3 separate regions of the Drosophila melanogaster genome follow, and all the other regions are linked to region 1. A link is a contact called in public Hi-C data. All regions are on one chromosome and are shown on one strand. The core of a region is the stretch at or near the end of the contact, and the rest is flanking DNA. Distances in the headings are between cores, read along the strand shown.

The links. Hi-C and Micro-C count contacts between places; a contact is called where the count stands out from the background.
Region 2: a Hi-C map of the Kc167 cell line shows a contact between it and region 1, with 2.5 times the contacts expected there. A contact is called at or near these places in 8 of 107 Hi-C or Micro-C datasets (the Kc167 cell line, the Ras3 cell line, the S2 cell line and 2 more) and 2 of 7 datasets of targeted methods (both in the Kc167 cell line).
Region 3: a Hi-C map of the Kc167 cell line shows a contact between it and region 1, with 1.7 times the contacts expected there. A contact is called at or near these places in 2 of 107 Hi-C or Micro-C datasets (the Kc167 cell line and the S2 cell line) and 2 of 7 datasets of targeted methods (both in the Kc167 cell line).

The regions. Positions count from the first base shown.
Region 1 is chr3L:2,552,879-2,555,648 of dm6, reverse strand. It overlaps Spn (Spinophilin), which reads left to right and starts at 1,357. Exons shown (of 16, transcript NM_001259642.1): 1 at 1,357-1,591. It overlaps msn (misshapen), which reads left to right. Exons shown (of 18, transcript NM_206252.3): 18 at 1-802.
Region 2 is chr3L:2,422,952-2,425,833 of dm6, reverse strand. All of the region lies in intron 2 of Svil (Supervillin), which reads right to left. Among named protein-coding and RNA genes, the nearest start is that of CG32299, 33 kb to the right of the region's middle.
Region 3 is chr3L:2,765,540-2,768,430 of dm6, reverse strand. It overlaps Non2 (Novel nucleolar protein 2), which reads right to left and starts at 1,432. Exons shown (of 2, transcript NM_139488.4): 1 at 1,289-1,432; 2 at 39-1,214. The coding sequence starts at 1,163. The coding sequence ends at 429. Mrtf (Myocardin-related transcription factor) reads left to right here and starts at 1,895. Exons shown (of 5, transcript NM_001259651.3): 1 at 1,895-2,173.

The sequences.
Region 1 (2,770 bases), core at 108-2,607:
AGCAAAGCAAACAAAACCCACATAAAACGCCATTGTAAAAACTAAGTGATAAACAAGTAAATAATTGATTAATGTAAAATAAAGCCGAAAGCAACACAAAACCCAAGCAAGCTTGCAACAATTGAGGAAATCCAATGGAAGTATAGAAACGCACCACGTCGTTTGCGAGGAGAGCTACCTTAATAACGAAATTGGAGGGAATTACAAAACGAGAACCTAGTTAAGCTGCATTTTTTACTGAACTTTTATACAGAGCCAAGAGAATGATGAAAACAAAAGCAAAAATAACGGATGAACGAATCGAGGAGGGAAATTAAACCAAAATTCTATAAATCGTAGCATGTTAAAATTGATAACCATCTCCGCTTTTTGTACTGTGTGCATTTCTTTGTGTTTTCACTAGCTTCAATATCAAAAGTGGTCACGTTGCAATATCTCTATATCGAGTGCATATAGAAGAATCTTGTCCCCAACTGGCACACACTCCAATGTCCCCAATGAAACACTAATTCTGCCTTATTTTATGTTGTTTGCGTGATTTCGCCCCACTCCCTTCTCTTCCACACGAAAAAGTCTCATGAAGAAGTATATTTAAAATATTGTTTGTTTTTGTGTTATAAACTGATTGTACGCCCCCGTATTTAGTAATGTTCATCCAAGCAAAATGGAAAGATAAGTGCACCAACATGCACGTCTAAAGCAACAAAAAAAAAAAATAAAAGAATTAGTAATAAATGCTTACTTTATTTCTAAAATAAAACAAGTAAAATGGTACAGAAATGAATGTAAATCTAATTATTATATATATATAATCTCAAAATTAAAAAAAAAAAATACAACAAAAGATCCGCATTTTATTTGCCGGTTGGTATTTATTATTAAGAAGTTATTTTAATACAAAAGGTATTTTAAAATTCGGTCACCAAACGAATATTTCAATATTTAACATGAATGTAGAGAGCTTTCTACTGGTTTGAGTCTTTGCTAGTTTTTACATTACCTTACAAATGACCTAAAGTGAATAATACAGATTTACTATAATTTTCTTAAAAACTTAAGCTCTTTAAATATTAAATATTGAGCTGCATTTTCAAGCGTTGTGCGTTTCCTAAGGAAAAATAAATTTGAATTTCGTAAAATGGCCAAAGCAATGCCAGTTTAGAACACAAACTTTTTGAAATGTAGCGCTGATTGCTCGAATATAAGTGAATAAATCGAATATTATTAGCAAGTTATCAGTGAGACCGCACTTGAATCGAGAATTAAAAACCCATAGCGCCAAAACAATTCACCGATAGTATCGAATAGTCGTCTCCTATCGTACCAGCTCTAAAAAAACAAAGCAAAACCAAAATCGGCCCGAAATTCAAGCTAAACGGACGCGTTTTCGTCGCGAGTTTAACCGCTGCAAAAATATCAACAATAAGTATAAATTGCCGCGGGTACTGAGTTCATATGATGATCGAGTGATTTTTTTCATCGTACAATTAACGTCCTTCGAAATAGGATATATTCGAGTATTCCGGGTCGCGAGTATTTAAAAAAAAGGATTTGTGTATACCGAAAGGGCTAAACAAAAAGCTTTTTAAAGGTAAATCCCAGCAAAGGAGTGTTAAATGGAGTTTGGCGAAAAGCTAATGTGCCGGAAAAAAGTACAAAACAGTGCGAATGAAAATAAAAAGACGCCGACTATATGTGTATAAGGTCCATGTGTATGTGTGAAAAAATCCTGGACAACGCCACTCCTTTTGCGCAAAGAAATTTAATAAAAAAAAACGCAATGAAGCTGTATATAGAGAGCAAAACGAAGCTGCGCCGGAGTTGAACGAAATACGAAGTGTAAATTGGGGGTGTGGGTGCCACACAATTCCGGGTGTACGCAAATATTTTGAAACGAAATCGCCATTAAATTCAGGTTCCGATTTTAGTGCAAATACAACGGTAAAACAATGAAATTGCATTTGGAGTAGCGGCATTTTTAGGGGTGTGTGTGAGTTCGAGTCCTGTCGTCCTGCTTGCACCCTCTGCGCAGAAGCAGGACAGCAAAAAACCCCCGAAAAAACAATTGCAAATTGCAGAATTGCGAGCGAAACACGAAAATACGAAAATAGTTTCGGCCAACAGCTGGCGAAGTTTCAGACACCTGGCGAAAAAACCAACATGGGACACTTAAACAGTTAAACGGTTCTCCTTTTTATGGCTTTTAATAACTGGTTTCGCAGAGCCTTTTCGCGTAGGTGCGAGCGAGCAGGAAGTATGCCCCAACCAAAGAACCGTTGATCGCAAAATGCAACTCCGATCGGGTGGGAATGAGTAAGAGAAGCGGGAGAGAGGGGGAGCGAGAGCGAGATGGAGACTGGGTGATAAAAAACCATAACATAACAAAACAAAACAAAACGAAAGCAAGTGACTTTTGTTTTTCTCTTGTTGTCTTAGGTTCTGTTTGCATGTGTGGGTTTCTTCTGATAATTTCGCTATCGTTGTTTTGGCCTTATTTATCGCCGTTCTTTGTTTTGCAATTCTGCGAGTGGCCGCAATTTATGCAAATATGCAGAAATCACAATTCTATTTGCACTATTTCCTCAATAAAAAATCGCTGGCGAGGCCAAGAACATTATATTGTTGTTAAACTCAGCTCTTCGCGGGTACAATTTCACCCTCTTTTGTGCGTCGCGTGCTCTGCGCTTCTTTTTCTCATTTGTTTATTTTTAGTTGCGGAATTTCTGGTTACAAACCGTATTTAATTTCAACGACTTCCCTCTGTTGTGCT
Region 2 (2,882 bases), core at 99-2,598, 130 kb after region 1:
AAGTGGATTAGTTGCAAGCACACCTGATGCCACCTGACCGCAGCAACCTACTTTTACTCACAGACGAGACGAGGTAGGCGGCTGCCAGGAAAACCATGTCAATACCAGCCACGCCCATTTAACCGGTTTAAAAGGCGTCAAGATGAAACCAACGACAGGATGCACGTGCAAATCAACATATAGATATCTTAAAGAATGTACTTAAATATATACTTTAAAACTAGATATTTAAGGATACCGCATACATACAGAGTAGATATTCCACTTGGAACTCCATTTTATAGTTAAATATTTCTTTCGAAAAACTCTAGTTTTTCTTTCCATGTTCAACCAGATCCCAGTGAATCCCACCAGGAGCCTGTTTTTTTTTCGAGTCGAGTGGGCGGAATGGCATCAAATGGAAAGTGGGCGAGCACAAGGTCGCAGGTGGGCCATTTTGATAGCGGTTTTCACGCCGTCAAGGCTGGGATGCAGTGCAGCATGGGAGATGGCCGCGGGGCAAGTAATCAAGCCATCGAATGGAACGCGTTGGCCGTCGGGCAACTAACTTGGTGCCATCATTCAGATTGAACGGGCCCATCCAATCCAAGCTGTCGTTGCAAATGCCCGCCTTGTTCGCACTTTGGCGCAATTAGCCAAGACAATTAAAGCAGCGCCAGAATGAGCAATGAGTTTTAGTTTAAGTTTGTAGTTTATACAATGTGCATGTGATGCATGGCGACGGCGATGGAGAAGAGTGCACTTAAACAGACACAAAGCGACAAGCCAGAGACACCAAATGCAGTTGCCATGACAGGCAGCTCGCAAAGTAAATTAGCCGGGCAGAAAACGAAAAAAAAAAACAGGGGAAAAACAAGAAAACCCGAGGCAGAGGAAGCAACTAGCTGGCATTGCTGAAGAAATAACTTGATCAACAATGTTATAGCATAATTGCGCAGTGCCATTTAATCACAATTAAATTATATTTAATTTGCGGCGCATGGCAAGAGCAGAAGCTTTCTGGAACAGCCAAACAGGATATCCAGGCAAATCAGTGGGGAAAATTTCAGCAAATTGCAGCTAAGTGTTGATTTGCGCTGCCTTGGTAGTTTTTATTACCAATAACTACGTTCATTAGAATAGAAACTTAATGAAATGAAGTTAGTATGTAAAATAGCTCAAAGTACGGCTTATTATTTCCAAGTATTCAAGTTAGATAGATTGCAATTTCAGAGAACCTGCTAATGAACTCACATCAACCGGAGCGTTGCCTCCCCCGGTGAATTCTCCTTGAGTACATTTCTATTTGCAGATAAGCAATCCCTGGACTGATAACTCTCGGCCACTGATGATGCTGATGATGACGTGGGTGCCATGTGGTTATCCGTTGACGGACTGACGAACATTGCTGACATCTAACCGCCGACAGTGAACACCCGACAAAAAGAACCACAACTTTTTCCCCTAGCCTTTTTCGAACAGCGACATCGTTAAGCGAGTAAACAGTTTTTGCTGTGGGCGCCGGAAATAAATTGTGGTACTTTTTCATTTGGATTTTTTATTTTTGCAAGTTTAGGGATTAAACTATTTATGTGGGCGGTTGTAAATGGATTTTGCATAAGCCAAAGTGTTGAATAAATAATAAATCATGCAGAATGCAGGAAATTAACATACAAAAGGCCGCTGGCCATTAAAGGCAAAGATTTGGGCGCTTTAATAATTATTTAGTTTAGTTGTTTGTTTCAAGGAGAGATTGCGTTGTTCAATTTCGCCATAAAAGAATCTTTCCTACATCCAGCACTTGACATGCAAAGTCCGATAAAGTGATGTCATTATTGGTTCGGTTTATTTATCCATGAAATTGGTGTGCCTACCTTAGCGGAAAACACTAAAACTCTTATCTAACAAGGCGCTTTGTTTTTGGCTCACAATATTTATTTTTTGCAACGTTCCCGAGTATTAGGGTCAAGTTTGCCTTACACGTTTATTTTTTATATTTTGTTTATACTACCATCACCATTTTTGCTATATTTTCATTCTTATTTTTCGCTTTTCTGGCCGTTTTTTCCCCCTCTGCGAGCCGTCTTTTGTTGCTTTCAATTGAAATTTCAGCGTCAATGCACGTTGCAAATTACGTGGCCCTTGAAGGTGACGAAAAGTGAGAAAAGTGCACTTTGTGATGACTAGGCGATGCATTGCACTTAGGCACAGGAGTCCCCTTGCCATCGTATTATTATGTTAAAATATCAAGTTAATATTAAAGTGACTTTAAATCATTCATATTCATTTTAGTGAAATCAAAATGCTCAACAAACTGCTTGAAACTTCTGATCTCCGTGTTTTATTTATAAGTTACTGCCTAAAACAATGTTGCTAATCAGCTAAAAACAAAAAAATGAAATGAATGAATTGCAAATTGAGCGCAAATCACGAGCAGATAGCAAAGCGTTCGGAAAATGATTCATGAATGCAAGCAAATCTGCTGCAATTGGCGGCTGGGCCTGGGAAAATGTTCACGGAAATGCGAAAATCAAATTTGATTGTTTGCAAATTGAATTAGGCTGCTGCTAAATAAACCGATAATTGACTTGTGACTAAGCCAACCGCTGATGATGCCATCGTGAAGGGTCGCCTTCCCCTGGGCCAAGTTAATAGCGTTTCTGTGAGTGAACCAGTTCCATTTCCACCAACATTTTCCCACGACCGTGCATAAATTTAAGGCGCCTATCGAGCCATTCAAAATACTCGATTGGAAACGGTGCGAAATGAACACTTTTCCATAAACGGACACACACATAATTGATTGATCAATAAACTTAAATTTATATGCAAATTGTTCCAATTACGAAGCGTTAAAAACACAAATCCCAAATCAAAGCAGTTATGCAATGAAGACGCTCGTA
Region 3 (2,891 bases), core at 183-2,682, 210 kb before region 1:
GCAGCCCCGTCGAAATGAAAACCAGGAAAAGTTGCTTTCGTATTTTTCAGATGCATCACTCGTCTATTTCTCTTTTTATTACTCGGTACTTGCCTTAAACTTGTTATGTTTTTCTTTGATATTTTATAAAATGTAAACTACACGAGTTTGTCATAAAAAAAATCATACACATTATGTATTATAATCGATTTTTTTTTTGTAATTTTCCGTTCATCTGAACTATTCCTAAAATGCCGTAAAGTGCATAATGTGCAAACCCGTCCTAATTAGGGTAATGCTAAACACATGCGTCAACTAAATCTTAATCAAAGGTTGTGGAACAAACAAATCCAGGCGGAGCCGAAAGTTACAGGGGATTGGTAAACCAGGCTGGCGGAGAGGCATACACATATATTTGCATCTGGAGAGGATCGGAGGGCGGATCTGATCTAATCGAGAAAGTGCGGCTTGAGATGCTTCAGCATGCCAAAGGTGCGGAAGCGGCGGATCTTCATCACCTTCATCAGCTCGTCGTCGCAAATGGCGAACTGCTTGTTCTTGGGGTCGTACAAATCGCGCTCCTTGATGATGGCCCACACCTTCTTCACGACTTCGTGGCGCGGCAGGGAGGACTCTCCCATGAGGGCGCTCAGTTCCGGTGATAGATTGTATGCGCGTGTGAAGCCGGTGCTCTTACGTCCCGATCCTGTTCCCCCGGCCGCCTTGGCCTTCTTCTTGGCCGCCGGCTTCTTGACCACCTCGTAGTCCGAGTCCGAGCCGGCATCGCTCTCGGTGCCGGAATCGTCGGCATTTAGGGTCTTGCGCTTCTTCTTGGGCGCCTTGTGCTTCGTGGGCTGTGGCCTCTTCTTGGGGCTCTGCTTCTTCTTCTTGGCGGCCTCCTCCTCGCTGCTGCTGGGGTCCTCCTCCTCGCTGGGCTCGCTCTCATCGTCGGGATCGGCATCGGGATCCTTGCCCTCGTCATCGTCTTCGTCCTCCTCGTCCTGCTGCTCGTTGATCACCTCCATCACGATCTTGTCGAACTCCTTCTTGCGGCTCAGCAACGAGCAGTTCAGCTTTCCCTCCACCTGCTCGCGCACCCTCTTTGCCGAAATGGTCGCCAAATCGGCGTCCTTCAGAACCGCCTGAATTTCACGACGCAGGTCCTCGCTGGAGATGTCCGACATCTTGGTTCGTGGTGTTCCTCGTTTTCCTGCGCTACACGTAGGGGTTTCAGCCTGCGGGTCACATTGTGGGCATTTTCAGTTATTCCATTGTACGCACAACCTAATCCCAGTCATTTTCAACTTACCGGAGATCCGTTTTCGGTGGTATATTCACGTTTTTCCGGATTCTTTGCGGCGCTTAAAAAGACAAATCTTTTTCGTTTTTTCTTTACACCAAGTCCCGGCGTCTCTATAGGGTTGCTACTTGATGAGAGCTCCTATCGGTTTCGATTAATGCGGCAGTGCTGTCGAATCTAGCTAGATGACAGGTATGTGGAAGTTTACTTTACAACTGATTTCGACAACATTAAGGAATATGTATTTATTTTTTGTTTTTAAAAATTGCGATGCGTGTGTTAGATCCATTGCACTTCTTAATAATGAGGTTTTTTAAAAGAATACTGATTTATAAAGGCAATAAACGGTGTGGTTCGGTTTGGCAATGTCCAAAAATCTGTCTCACCGCCAAAGTCTTTAAATTATTCATCTAAAATTGATTAATGGATATGGTTTTACTTTTTCATATGCAGTTTAATATATGTTTATGGTTTTAATTTGCCTAACTTTGTACCTACTCTTGTATTTGCTTAAAGTGCTATCGATTGTCAATCGTCATTGATTCAAAATTGCATTGAATCTGGTCACCCCAAATCAGTACTAAGCTGTTGGCTTATCGATAGTTTCAGTTAAACATCGATTCTTGTACCAGCTCTAAAAACGTCGCGTATTTGTTAAAAACTTTGTTAAAATAATATTTAACAACCGACTTAAGTTCGCCCCGCGCCGACAACGCCTCTCCGATGTACAATAAGTTCTTGGCTTTAACGTTGGCCGTCTACGTGTCGCGATATTCGCTGCGATTTCAGCAGCTGCAGCAACAATAACAATATATATAAAAGATACCAGCAACAACTACAACACACACACACACACACACAACCACGGCAACAACAACAGCAACGTGCGCTGAGGTAATTTTGCTATTTTTTCTGCTTCTTTTTTGTTTATTTATATAAATGAGCGTGTGTGCGAGTTTAGTGCGTGTGATGTGCGTGAGATTCCCGTCCAAATTTGATTTTTGCTGCAATTCTCATGTAGGCCCCCTTTATTTAATTGCATTTATGTATATCTATCTGGTGCTTTTAATTCGCTTTTAGCCAGAGATTCGCAAGTTTTCCCATCTCTCAATGGCTCCTCTTCGTCGGTTTTCGCTACTCCGCTTTGTGCCGCTGCTTCGCGTCTTTGTTTTGCCGGCGTTTCGACGGCTTTTGTTGTCTTCTTTTGCTCGAGACTGCGACGCCCTTTTTCCAATTGGAATATTCGCTCTCCTTAACTTACGTTTTATGATTGGAAATAAATATTGAACTAAATAAAGAAATCTGTAGCGTACAGTATAACATATAACGCGAAATTTAAAAATTTTTTATACAGTGGTCTCTCGCATGAATGCAGTGAATTTTATAGGTGGGCTGACTGTACTGTGCCTCACAAATTTATTATTGTTTTTTATTATTTCTATTTCTACTGAGTCAGTTTCGTGGGCAAAAGGCATTAGATCCAGTAATTCTGTAAATGAATTACCCGGCAACGATAAAAGTGTTTGGTGAGATATGCACATACATACGTACATCAATACATACATATTAGTATGTAACTATAAAACTGATAAAAATACACAACTCAAGATAA